Regions from separate parts of the Ovis aries genome. Here region 1 is linked to region 2. The links are chromatin contacts, called in public Hi-C maps. All regions are on one chromosome and are shown on one strand. Each heading gives the region's core, a stretch centred on a gene start, on an enhancer-like site or on the middle of the called end of the contact. The rest is flanking DNA. Distances are from core to core; before and after follow the strand shown. Region 1 holds the start of EHD4 (EH domain containing 4). Region 2 overlaps EHD4 (EH domain containing 4).

Evidence for each region. A called contact is a pair of places that touch in the nucleus more often than the background predicts.
Region 1: a Hi-C map of hypothalamus shows a contact between it and region 2, with 1.6 times the contacts expected there. The contact joins the promoter of EHD4 here to the enhancer-like site in region 2. A contact is called at or near these places in 2 of 16 Hi-C or Micro-C datasets (hypothalamus and omental adipose tissue).

What each region holds. Positions count from the first base shown.
Region 1 is chr7:35,591,345-35,596,930 of ARS-UI_Ramb_v3.0, forward strand. It overlaps EHD4 (EH domain containing 4), which reads right to left and starts at 3,163. Exons shown (of 6, transcript XM_004010473.5): 1 at 2,835-3,163. The coding sequence starts at 3,067. LOC121820063 (a long non-coding RNA gene) reads left to right here and starts at 3,417. Exons shown (of 2, transcript XR_006060521.2): 1 at 3,417-3,649; 2 at 3,951-5,586.
Region 2 is chr7:35,522,735-35,528,453 of ARS-UI_Ramb_v3.0, forward strand. It overlaps EHD4 (EH domain containing 4), which reads right to left. Exons shown (of 6, transcript XM_004010473.5): 4 at 5,111-5,523. Among named protein-coding and RNA genes, the nearest start is that of SPTBN5, 16 kb to the left of the region's middle. Within about 2 kb of position 3,402, at least 19 of the 54 cell types and tissues checked have an H3K27ac peak or open chromatin away from gene starts, as enhancers often do. A contact at or near this core is called in hypothalamus, where this site is marked.

The DNA.
Region 1 (5,586 bases), core at 1,913-4,412, 68 kb after region 2:
TTCCTAGGAGACCTTTTAATTACAGCACACACTTAAAACACCACCCTCTTGGTCGAAGTCCTGGCTCACCATGTTTCAGTGGGGCTCTCAATTCTTCCCGGTTATGCGACCAAAGGAAGGAAGAGTAAGGTTTCATCAAAGGTGGGATGTATATCAAAGGCTTTGCTGAGTGACTTCATAAGGAGAGAAGTTTCCCTCTATATTAGTGCAGGCTCTGTGTAACCAGTGACCTCTGGGGATGTGCAGGAAGCCAGGTGGATAAGAATCTCCGACTATGCAGACAGGTGCATCCTATAGCCAGTTATGAGCATCCAGTGCTTACCGGCTAGAAACAAAACACCTAGGCACTGACCAGCCTCAGAGAAAAGCAAGCCACAGATGCAGGCAGGTTCCAGGATGGTCAGCACCTGGGTCAACACTTCCAGCCCCCAGTACCAGTGTAGGACTCTAGACAGCAGCTACCCTTTTGTTTGAGTTTTTCCTTCCAGAAGCTGAATCTTTTCCTCCTAGTCCCACTCTCAAATCAAACTCAGGTCTCTGGTGCCTCACCAACCTTCTGGTATACCCTGAGTTTCTTCCGCCCTCACAGGTCCACTTTTGTGTTTGGTGCCTAACAACCAAGTCACTTAGGCCAGGGAAGGTCTCAAGAGCAAGTGACTTCCTGATAGGGTGACTCCTTTCTCACTGTAGCGTTGCACGTGGGGGCTCCAGAGCCTCCTGAGAAGTGGTTCAATTGGATGGAGTCATTGTTTGGTCGCTAAGTCGTGTCTGACTCTGTGACCCTATGGACTGTAACTTACCATGCTCCTCTGTCCACGGGATTTCCCAGGTAAGAATGCTGGAGTGACCCAGGGATCGAACCCGTGTCTTCGGCTTGGCAGGTGAGTTCTTTACCACTGAGCCACCTGGGAAGTCCTTGGATAGTCTCACCAAATTCCCAATCCTTCTTCAAACTATGCTTAGCTATTCCACAAAGTTCCCCCAAATGATGAGACAGAAAAACAGTAAGATGAAAAAAAGATGGATACATGTTTCCGTGAGTTTGTTTTCCTGTCTTAGATTTGCTTATTATCCAGGCTATGGGAGCAGAGAGAGGAACAAATAATATCCAGGTTGACACAGCATTAACAGTGGCTCCCTAATCACACAATCTCATGCCAAGGACAGGTGGGAGGAACTACTCAGGGTGCTCTGAACAGGCCATTACCAATGCTGAGACTATTTTAATTATAACAATGCTTACCTTCTTATCCTTTATCTGTATATTTCAAAAGGTCTACCTGCCACTCTTGTGCTACATAATGCTTTATAGGCCTATATACTTAAATTGGCTAGTATTACTGAGCCCTTAAGTGTATTTTATAACATCTTTCAAGGTATCAGTTTATGTAATATTTCTAGGTTCATTTTGAGTGTCTTAGGTGACATATTTAATACTATTTTCAGCTTACTAAAAAGCACCAAATAGAGCAATTTAGAAGTATTTTCTTCCGTCTTCCTTTACATTCAACTTACTTTCAAGAAGTATATTTCAATATAGTCTATTTGCTTTGCTGAATTAACTCATCGTGCAGCTGCAGCTTGGATTGAACATATTTTCTGTAGTGACAACTATATTTGTAGGAACTATAGGTCACTGGAACCCAGAAAAAGAGGCCGCTACTTAATAGAAATGGCATGTATCCAAATATAGATGCAGTTTTCTGAACACCTGTTGATCATCAATGATGAAAAAACTTAATTTCCAAAGCCCTTGCCCAAAACCTAAAATGATCACTTTGTTTCAATGAACACACAGTTTAACCCAGGAAAACAAGTCTCCTAACCAAAGAGAGTCTTAATATGCCAGCTGCTTTAAAAGTAAAATAGCCTCTTCAAAAAGCAATCTGTTACAATGTAAATTATTTCCCATTAAAAACCACTTCCGAGGGACCTATATCATTTGGATGTCAAGGCACCCACAGTAATTGTTTGCTTTTGGAGACATGGCAAGCATGACAAATATTTTCAGTTGTCAAGGGTGACGGAGAAGGGAATGACCCACCTAAGAAATGGAAACTAACCAGTAGTAATATGACACTCCCCCTGAGCTCCACTGGGCGCTGGCTGGTTCGGCGGCTACACACAGCTAACTTCCTATGGCAGGATAGAGAGGCTGTGCACGAGCTGAACGAAGGCGGCCTCTCTACTCGGTCTCCCTGAACACAGTGTTGGGGGCGGGATGCAGGGCCGCAATGGAAGGGGGCGTGGGCAATACCCTCTACTGTTGCCATTCTTTCATTCAGTAAATAGTTATACCCCGGGCACTGTGCTAGGGCTTAACTTTCCAACTTGACTCAATAATCCATTCTGACACCCCACACTTTTGTCCCCATTTCCAGCCCTTGGTCTCACTTGCTCGTCAAGAAGGTGCTTATTATAGCCTTGCTTTTCCTCCCATCCCGGGGCTCCCAGGCTGGGGTGACAAGATAAAGCCAGTCAGAGGAGTGCCTTTCCAAACGCAAGGAAGGAGGGCTCGTAGTAAGCAGAGACGGGGCGGGAGGGCGGTTCTGAGGACCCTCTCGGCCGCGTAGGGAGAGCCTGCCCTCACTTCGGCGGCGGGTCCCGGGGCAGGGCTTCAGACAGAGGGGAACCGCGCTCGGACGGGGAACCTGAGGCCGCGCCAATGCTGGAGAAAGCGGCAGAGAGGGGATTCCTCGAAGGAGAAGGGGGCGCTGCAGGAAGCCGGCAGGAGGCTGGTAACAACAGGCGCGCACGTGGGGAGGAGGACGTCTCCACCTAGGTGACGAGGACAGGTGTGCAGGCAGGAGGGCGGAGGGGGCGGGGAGGATTACCTGATGAAGGTGGTCTTGCCGGTGCTGTACTGGCCCACCAGCAGGATCATGGGCTTGTTCTCAAAGTCGGCGTCCTCCAGCGCCGGCGAGTGGAACTCGTGGAAGCGATACGCCTCCTCCAGCGGCAGCACCTTGCGCTGGTAGAGCGAGCGCAGGCCACCCGTCACGGTCTGCACCGGGTCCGCGCCCGTACCTCCGCGCCCGCCCGCCTGCCGCCCTAACCAGCTGAACATCTTGCCGCCGGCCCGCTCGTCTGTGCCCCGCGCTCGCCCTCTCAGTGCCGGTCCCGGGCTCTGACCCCACTCCGGGCTCGACCCTCCCCAGCTGGCACTGAGCAGCCCCAACAGCCCTCGCCGCCGCCGGAGCTGGCCCCGCCTCGCGCCAACTCAGCCAGTCTCCGGTCGCTACGTCACGGGCGTGTGTTCATTATTCAGAAGGATCTTTCAAGTGCTTTCTCATTGGACCGCTGCCGGCCCGAGTGGAGGCGCCAGCCAATGGAGACGAGTGTTTTAATGAATTATTGATGACCGAGTCTTTCTGGAGGACTGGGCGAGGAAGAGGGTGTTTCTCTAACTTGCCAGCGCAGACCGGCAAACCGAGGGGCTGGGTGTGGTTGGTTGCCCGCGCCCCACCTCTAGCCAGGTGGCGTAGATTTCCGGGCAAATCTGAGCTGGCAAAGAAACACACACACTCACACAAGCTGGCAAAGAAACACACACGCGCGCCCGCGCGCCTCTGGAGGCTGCTTAGTTTCCTGGGACGTTTTTTCATCCCAGCCCTACGACGCTGGGGACAAAAGTTTAAAAAGTTAACAGGTGGGTTCTTTCTACCTACTGGCAGCTTATTATTACTCTGACTTTACCTGTGAGGAAACCCTGACTCAAGGACGTAACTGACCAAATTTGAAGTTGGGATAGTAGATTTCAATCTACTTGGGTAAATGTTTCTCCATGCTGCCTCCACAAACTTCTGGATCGAGCGAAGGCTTTTGCCCTTAGTTTTCTTTATGTGATTTTCTGTAAATTTGAAGGTTTAGTTATCCTTATTATTACAACCTCATTGCCACATATTGCCATAAAAAGAGTTACTGTTAGCCTGTAGCAGTCTCTTTTTCAGGTCATAAGGATACATCGGTGGAGAAGACTAGTGTCCCTTGGACTGCAAGGAGATCAAACCAGTTAATCCCAAAGGAAATCAGTCCTGAGTATTCATTGGAAGGACTGATGCTGAAGCTCCAATGCTTTGGCCACCTGATGTGAAGAACTGCCTCACTGGAAAACAGCCTGATGCTGGGAAAGATTGAAGGGAGGAGGAGAAGGGGAGGACAGGATGAGATGGTTGGATGGCATCACCGACTCAGTGGACATGAGTTTGAGCAAGGTCGGGGAGCTGGATGGACAGGGAAGCCTGGTGTGCTGCAGCCCATAGGGTTGCAAAGAGTCGGTAACGACTGAAGGACTGAAATGAACTGAACTGAACTGAAGGATACATCTAAACTGAGATAGGGAGAAATAATCAGCCATCACTTGTGGTGTCCTACGTTACAGTTTTAGAATGTCTCCATTGTTTCAGTGCATTTCTCAAGTGTGGTGCTGGTGGTGGTGGGGAAGGGGGTACCTGCATAAGAAAACTTGAGATGGTTGTTAAAATGCAGATGTCTGGTCATCACCCCTGTCCTCCTGAGTTAAAATATTGGAGAAGGATGAAGCTCAACAACTATTCCCAGCTGATGCTGATGTATTCTAATCTGGGGGAAATAGTATCACAACAGACTTCTCACATTTGATATTAATGCAGATTCTGATTCAGTGGATATGGGATGTTACCTAAGACTGTGTTTCTAACAAGCTCCCAGGTAGGTGTTGCCCAATGGTGCTTGTTCATGGATCATTATTTGAGTACCAGGGCTGTGGTGGAAAGAACAGGATTTGGCATAAAAAGACCTAGGTTTGAATTCTGACTGTATAAATTAATGGCTATATGATTGTAGGGGCTTCCCTACGATGGTAAAGAATTTGCCTGCCATGCCGGAGACCCAGGTTCAATCCCTGGTTCGGGACGATCCCCTGGAGAAGGAAATGGCAACCCATTTTAGTATTCTTGCCTGGAGAATCCCATGGGCAGAGGAGCCTGGTGAGCTACAGTTCATGAGATTGCAAAGAGTCAGACACGACTGAGTGACTAACACACTTATGTGATCTTAAATGCAATGAGTTGTCTCTTTGCCTCAGTTTTCTTGTTTGTAAAATGGGAACTTTTTTGGAATTGTGGATAAAATATTTAGAGGGAGCTATATGTGACTAAGAAAGTGATGAGAAATCCAAGAAAAAAAATCTAGTTAGATATCTGCCTCATCAAAATAAAACAAAGCTTGAAATGTAAAAATAAAAAAAAACCATAGATCTACTAGAACTACTACTACTTTAGAAGTTACTGAAGATTTGTAAAATTTTGGAAGGGAAAAGCCTTTCTAATCAAAACCAAAGATAGAAATTATGAAAAAAGGTTGATAGCTTTGTCAGCAAAAAACTAAAGGCTTCAATGTGGGTTTTTTTTAAATAAATAAAAACCACTTAAAAACATACTCTTGCCATATAATTCAGAATTTTCTCTCCTTGGTATTTACCCAAATGAGTTGAAAACTTATGTCCATATAAGAACTGCATGTAAATATTTACAGTTGGTTTATTCATAGTTGCCCAAACTTGGAAGCAACTAAGATATCCTTATCTAGGTGAATGGATAAATAAAC
Region 2 (5,719 bases), core at 2,152-4,651:
CATGGATTTATAGTTCAAATCTATACTCTGCCACAATCTCATGAACTATGTTCAGTGACAAGTGTTTATATATCCAATGCTGAGAAGCATGTACACAGAGAGATATTGGCTATATCTACCGTGGGCTTGGAGGGCAATCGCAGCAGTGAGTGTGGGAAGCTTGCAACACGCATGGACAGTAGGAATGGAAAGGCCTATGGAATCTGGATACTGGCGAGTGACGTGGAGCCAGTCAGGGTGGGAAACATGGTTCTGCATGGAAAACTTCAGGGTTGCCCAGGTTTAATATGACCTGATAGAGATCTGCACCTTTGCAAGCCCAGCTGGAAACCTGCATAGAACATTTAACCTCTGGGGATCAGCACATTTTAAAAGTGGATTTATTATGACATAAAAACTTCAGTTCATAAGCTGAAGACCCAGACGGTGAACCCGTGAGGTAGTAAGTGTGAGGCTTCAAGATGCAGCTGATTGGCTCCCACTTGGGTTCCTTATTCTGTCGAAATCAAAGCCGGGACCAATAGCGGATGTGATTCTGAAGAGCCTTAAAGGGGATGCGAGGGGCCCACCCAGTCATCGGAGTCAGCCTTCAAAGAGATAGCACCCCCGTGTATGCGGACTCAAGCTACTGACACACCCGCTTTGCAGCCTGAGGTTGCTGACTGGGCTACTTTTAAACACCGCCTGGAAGACTAAGCATCAAAGGGACAGCTACCAGCCCTTGTAGAATGATTCTTACATAACTTAGCTTGGGTCCATGTGGTGAATTTCCAAATGTCTAATTTCTCCCCCAGAAGGAATGGGCGGTACAGACAGACTGGAAAGCTCGGTCCTCCAAGCCACATATGATGAAGAGGAGAACACACTTTGAAGACGAAACTAAATTACACAGAACTATACTAAATGCCCCAAACCACTGACCTCTCCTTTCCTTTCTCACTTTTAGTTTGTTCCTTCCTCAAATGTTGACTCATTTTTTAACTGAACAAAGATCTCCAAGTGGGTGGGAACCTTTCCTATTCATGAGCAGTGTATTTATAAAAGGTGGGGTCCTAGAGTAAACTTGCCTTGCTTTTTACCTTTGTGCATTTATCCCACAAACTACTATGATTTAGAGTTTGAATCTTATTTCATTCAAAGAATTTTTTTTACGTTGACCAATTTTTTCAAGTCTTTATTGAATTTGTTATGATATTGCTTCTCTTTTATGCTTTGGTTTTTGGTTGCCAGGCATGTGGGATCTTACCTCCCCAGCCAGGGATCAAATCTGCACCCCCTCCATTGGAAGGCAGTCTAACTACTGGATCACCAGGAAAGCCCCTGAATTTTAACTTGGCTATTTTAATGATACTGAATAAAAGTAAACTCTTATTTTCTAAACCTTTGGTGGGGGCTTTCCCCAAACAGATTACTCTAAAAAACCATGAAATGAAACTTGACTGGCATCTGAGATTACGAACAGTCTTCAAAGAAAGATGTCTACTGATATCATAAGATATATACTCTTTGAGGCTAACCAAAAAACTCACTCTAAAGATTTCCTGTTCCTTTAAATAAAGGACTGGGATAAAAAATGTAAATAGAAAAAGTAGAGAAATCATTAAGTTTCAAGAGATCTTTAGTAAGAGTGCCATTTTTCATATTATGGGAAATGTCATAGTTATGATACTTTGATTACTACAGAACTCAGCAGGACATTAACAATGCCATTTCTGGCTTTTATTTCTGGATGGGCCACAGATTCTACCTAATTATGGTGGTCTATAAATAGACACACTCCACCCACCAACTCAGAGCTTCCCTGGTGGCTCAGTGGTAAAGAATCTGCCTGTAATGCAGGAGAGGCAGGTTCAATCCCTGAGAAGATCCCCTGGAGAAGGAAATGGCAACCCACTCCAGTATTCTTGCCTTGGAAACCCCACGGACAGAGGAGACTGGCAGGCTACAGTCCATGGGGTCACAAAAGAGTCAGATACAACTTAGCAACTAAACAACATACCTACGCAGATCTGACACCTGCCAGGTGATATCTGGAATCTTATCCTTTGTATACTTTCAAAATCACAGCTCGACAAACTTCTAAACTTTGTAGGGTTTATGTGGATGGAGAATATTACAGAATAATCAGAATGACAGATTAATGCAGAAAGCAAGGGCATAGTAAAGACCAACAGATGCTGTCCACGCTGCATTTCAGGTGAATGCTTTCCAGACCAGGGGGTCAGGCCCTGGTTTGAATCTATAACTTCAGGCTGGGAAGTTTTGGGTAAGTAAGGTCACCTTTCTGAGCTTCATTTCCCTTGTATGAGAAATGAATGCCCAACTTTGCGTACTGTGGGCAGGATCAGATAAAATAACATATGCAATGCAAATTGTGGGGCTTCTAGAACATTATAGACCCTTAGTCAAGGTTGGCCTGCCAAAGGAAAACTGGATCAGGAGAAAGAAAGATGAATATATCAAAACCCAAGAGCATTTTTATGAAACAGGAACACTTCAAAGAGCAAAGCTCAGGTGACCCCTTGTCCATTTCAGCAACAAGTTCACAAATGGAACATAAAACTGCAGACGGTGTAGGAAGTGGATGGCACTGGTTAGTGGTCAAGGCTATTGTGCTGAGTTCAGCTTCTTCTCTGCCTGAGACTGTTTCCTGCCCCCCTGCCAGCCTTGTGCCGCCCCAGGAACACACTGGCACAGCTCAGGCTGGAAACATCCGTACTTCAAACATTTTCCTTTATGAAAAGGAACAAGCCAGATACTATTCTTAGGAAGAAGAAAAAAATGAAGACCAGCTTTTTTCCTAGAAGTAAGCTCAGCAATTTGACTGCCCCCTGCCCCACCCCCCGCCTCTACACAAGGGCTTTCATTATTCCCGTGTCAGTACACACAGCAGCATTCTGTGCCTCTAAACCCAGGCCACGCCAGCCCCTTCACAGGGCCCAAGGTGCCAGGATGGCAGCAAAATCCCATGCTCCTGGCACCCCCAGTGAGCCTTTTGCCTTTTACTTATTTATATGATCAAACATAGCTGCATCTTGAGTTACCAGGCCCTCAGTGATGCCTCATAAATTTAAAAAGAAATTCCATGGATATTAAAAAATAGTTAAAAGATCTTGAAATCTGCAAAGGCTATGACATCATTTACCAGCCTTGGTTATACAATCATTTTGGGTATTACGTACCCTGAAGGTGAATTTCAGTTATATCAGCCAGAGAAGAGAAAGACCACATACCAGGGGTCACTAACTCGGCAAAAACAGACTTCCTGCCACTGAGCCAGGGAGGGAAACCATCTCAGGAGAGCTGCAAATTAGTGGATTTACAAGCCTTGCAGAACTGGAACAAAAGTGGCTGTTCCGGGAAGGAAGCAGCCTGTACAAGAAGAAAAGATAAAGAGCTATGACTCAGGAGCACAGGTGACTGCAGATCAGCGGAACCACACGGATGGAGGGTGTGAAAAAGCCTTAGGGGGAGCAAGAGGAAAGAGCAGATCCAGGGATGATGGGCGGGGTAGCAGCCAGGGGGGTGTCAGGTCGCAGCCAGGAGGGATGCTGCCCTGAGCACATGGGCATGCAGGCAGTGAGGAGGGGCTGGACAGCTGGTCACCTGCACGTCGGTCACCCTCAGTGGAGCCCTCCCTGCTCCCTGCCCCAGCCAGGTCCCTTCTCAGAGCACAGTGTCTACACCTGGGCACTCACAGCTCACCATTCTCAAGAGGGGAGTTTGGCGCCCCCTCCTTCACCTGACTAGGCTGCCCAGCCCTGGCGTAGGGTGCTGTTGACTGAAGTAGGCAAAGTAATGGTCGACTCTAGACGGCTGGCCTGTGGGCCCCCAGGCCAGAGCAGAAGCCACTCGTGGTGCAGCAAGAGGAAGTGGGGAGATGCAGGTTCTCTGCCATCAGAAGCTGAAGGAAAAATGAGGCCTCCTGACCAGGCATCTGGAGAGGCAGGCCCAGGACTGCTTCTAGCAGAAGGGACAAGGTCAAAGCAGAAGGCCAGACTGGAAGCCAGGAGGGCTGTCTTTAGTCCTTTGTCACTAAAGACCTCTGGTTCCCAAACTCAACTGATCATCAGAATCACTCGGGGAGCTTTACACACATACAGACAGACAGACAACACACACAGACAGACAGACAACACACACAGACAGACAGACAACACAGACAGACAGACAGACAGACAGACACACACACACACACTCTCTCTCTCTCTCTCTCTCTCTCCCCCCAATTAGAGGCTCTGGGGCAGGGCTTGGAAACTTACATTGCTTAAAGCTCCTGGACGCTTCTGATGATCACTGGGACTAGATAAACTCTGGAGGCACTTGTGGTGTTAGAGGACTATCATTTTATGAAATGTATATATAGCTTTTAAAGAACTTTTTTTTTTTTCCTGTACTTTTTCTTAGAGGAGTCACATGTTCCCCTCTCTTCAGAGGCACAGCAAAATAGACTATGCTGTTAACACGAGGGTGGTTAGATCACTGCCTACCACCTGGAGGCACAGACTCCTGGGGCTGCTAAAAGGCTCAGCCGTAAGGCTGGAGAGTGGGAACCACAGCCCAGAATGGGGATATGGTGTACCCCTTCCCGAAATGGCATAGTTGGTGGGCTGGGCTGAGCCAACCTCCTGTGGCCTCTCTGTGCCCTCGTGTGACACAGGGCTCCATGCCTTAGGCACAGGGTGATGAGTGCTGGTCCCTCGGCACCCCACTGGTCCCACCAACGCCACCTCTCTCTGGTTCGGTGGGTTATCTTCCTGCCATCCTAACATAGCAGCAGCATCCAGGTGGTAAGTGCATGCATTTCCTCAAGTCCCGGGTGCTACGTCAAGCACTCTGCAAGCCAGGTCACTCAACCCTCCCAAGCACCCTGTGCTCTTACTAGTTCCATTTTATAGGTTGAGTCAGGCTTGGAAAGGAGTCATTTGCCCAAGATCACAGAGGTAGGAGCCAGAATCTAAAGAAGATACTGATGGTCAGGCTTGCTTCATAACCCTTCCATGTCCTGTTCCCTGAGGCTCCTGGGGTAGAACCTCTGCCTATTTTCCCTTACAGAGGTGCATGTGGGAAGAGTCCCTGCCCAGGCTGCTGCTGGGGGTCTCCAGCTTACCTTGGCCAGCCGCGCTCGCTTGATGAGGTCGTTGAGTTTGCGCACTGCCGCCTTCTGGGGAAGGCTCTGGATGTCTCTGAACAGGTCCTGGGCCTCGGCCTCAAAGAGCCGTCGGTTGTCAGTGTTCTGCAGGGGCTGCGTCCAGAAGGAGCCGATGTAGACGCGTAGCACCTCAGGCGTGTTGATGACCTTGCCCAGGGACCACATGAGGGCTCCATAGACTCGCATCAGCTGTTGCGTGTCCACTTGGTCGGCCTTGTTCAGCACAACACGGATCTTGTCATCCTGGCCCCGGAAAGCCTTGATGGCCTCTGAGAACTCGTCTGAGATGTCCAGTTTGTGTGCATCGAAGAGCAGGATAATCCTGTCCACCCGCTCAGCGAACCACTGAAGGACCTGGCAGAAGTCATACCCTGTGGGGAGGGAAGGGGCAGGTCAGTGCGGATGACTGCTGCAGGGAATGTGCTGGCAGGGGGCTCAGAACCACGTGGGTCTCCAGCAGCTGCCAGGGAGAGTGCCCGGTCTTTAAGCTGGAGGAAGGGGAGGACTCATGATATGAAAACTGTTTCAAATGGGGCCCTGGGCTGGATGCATAGAGTTAACACTGGG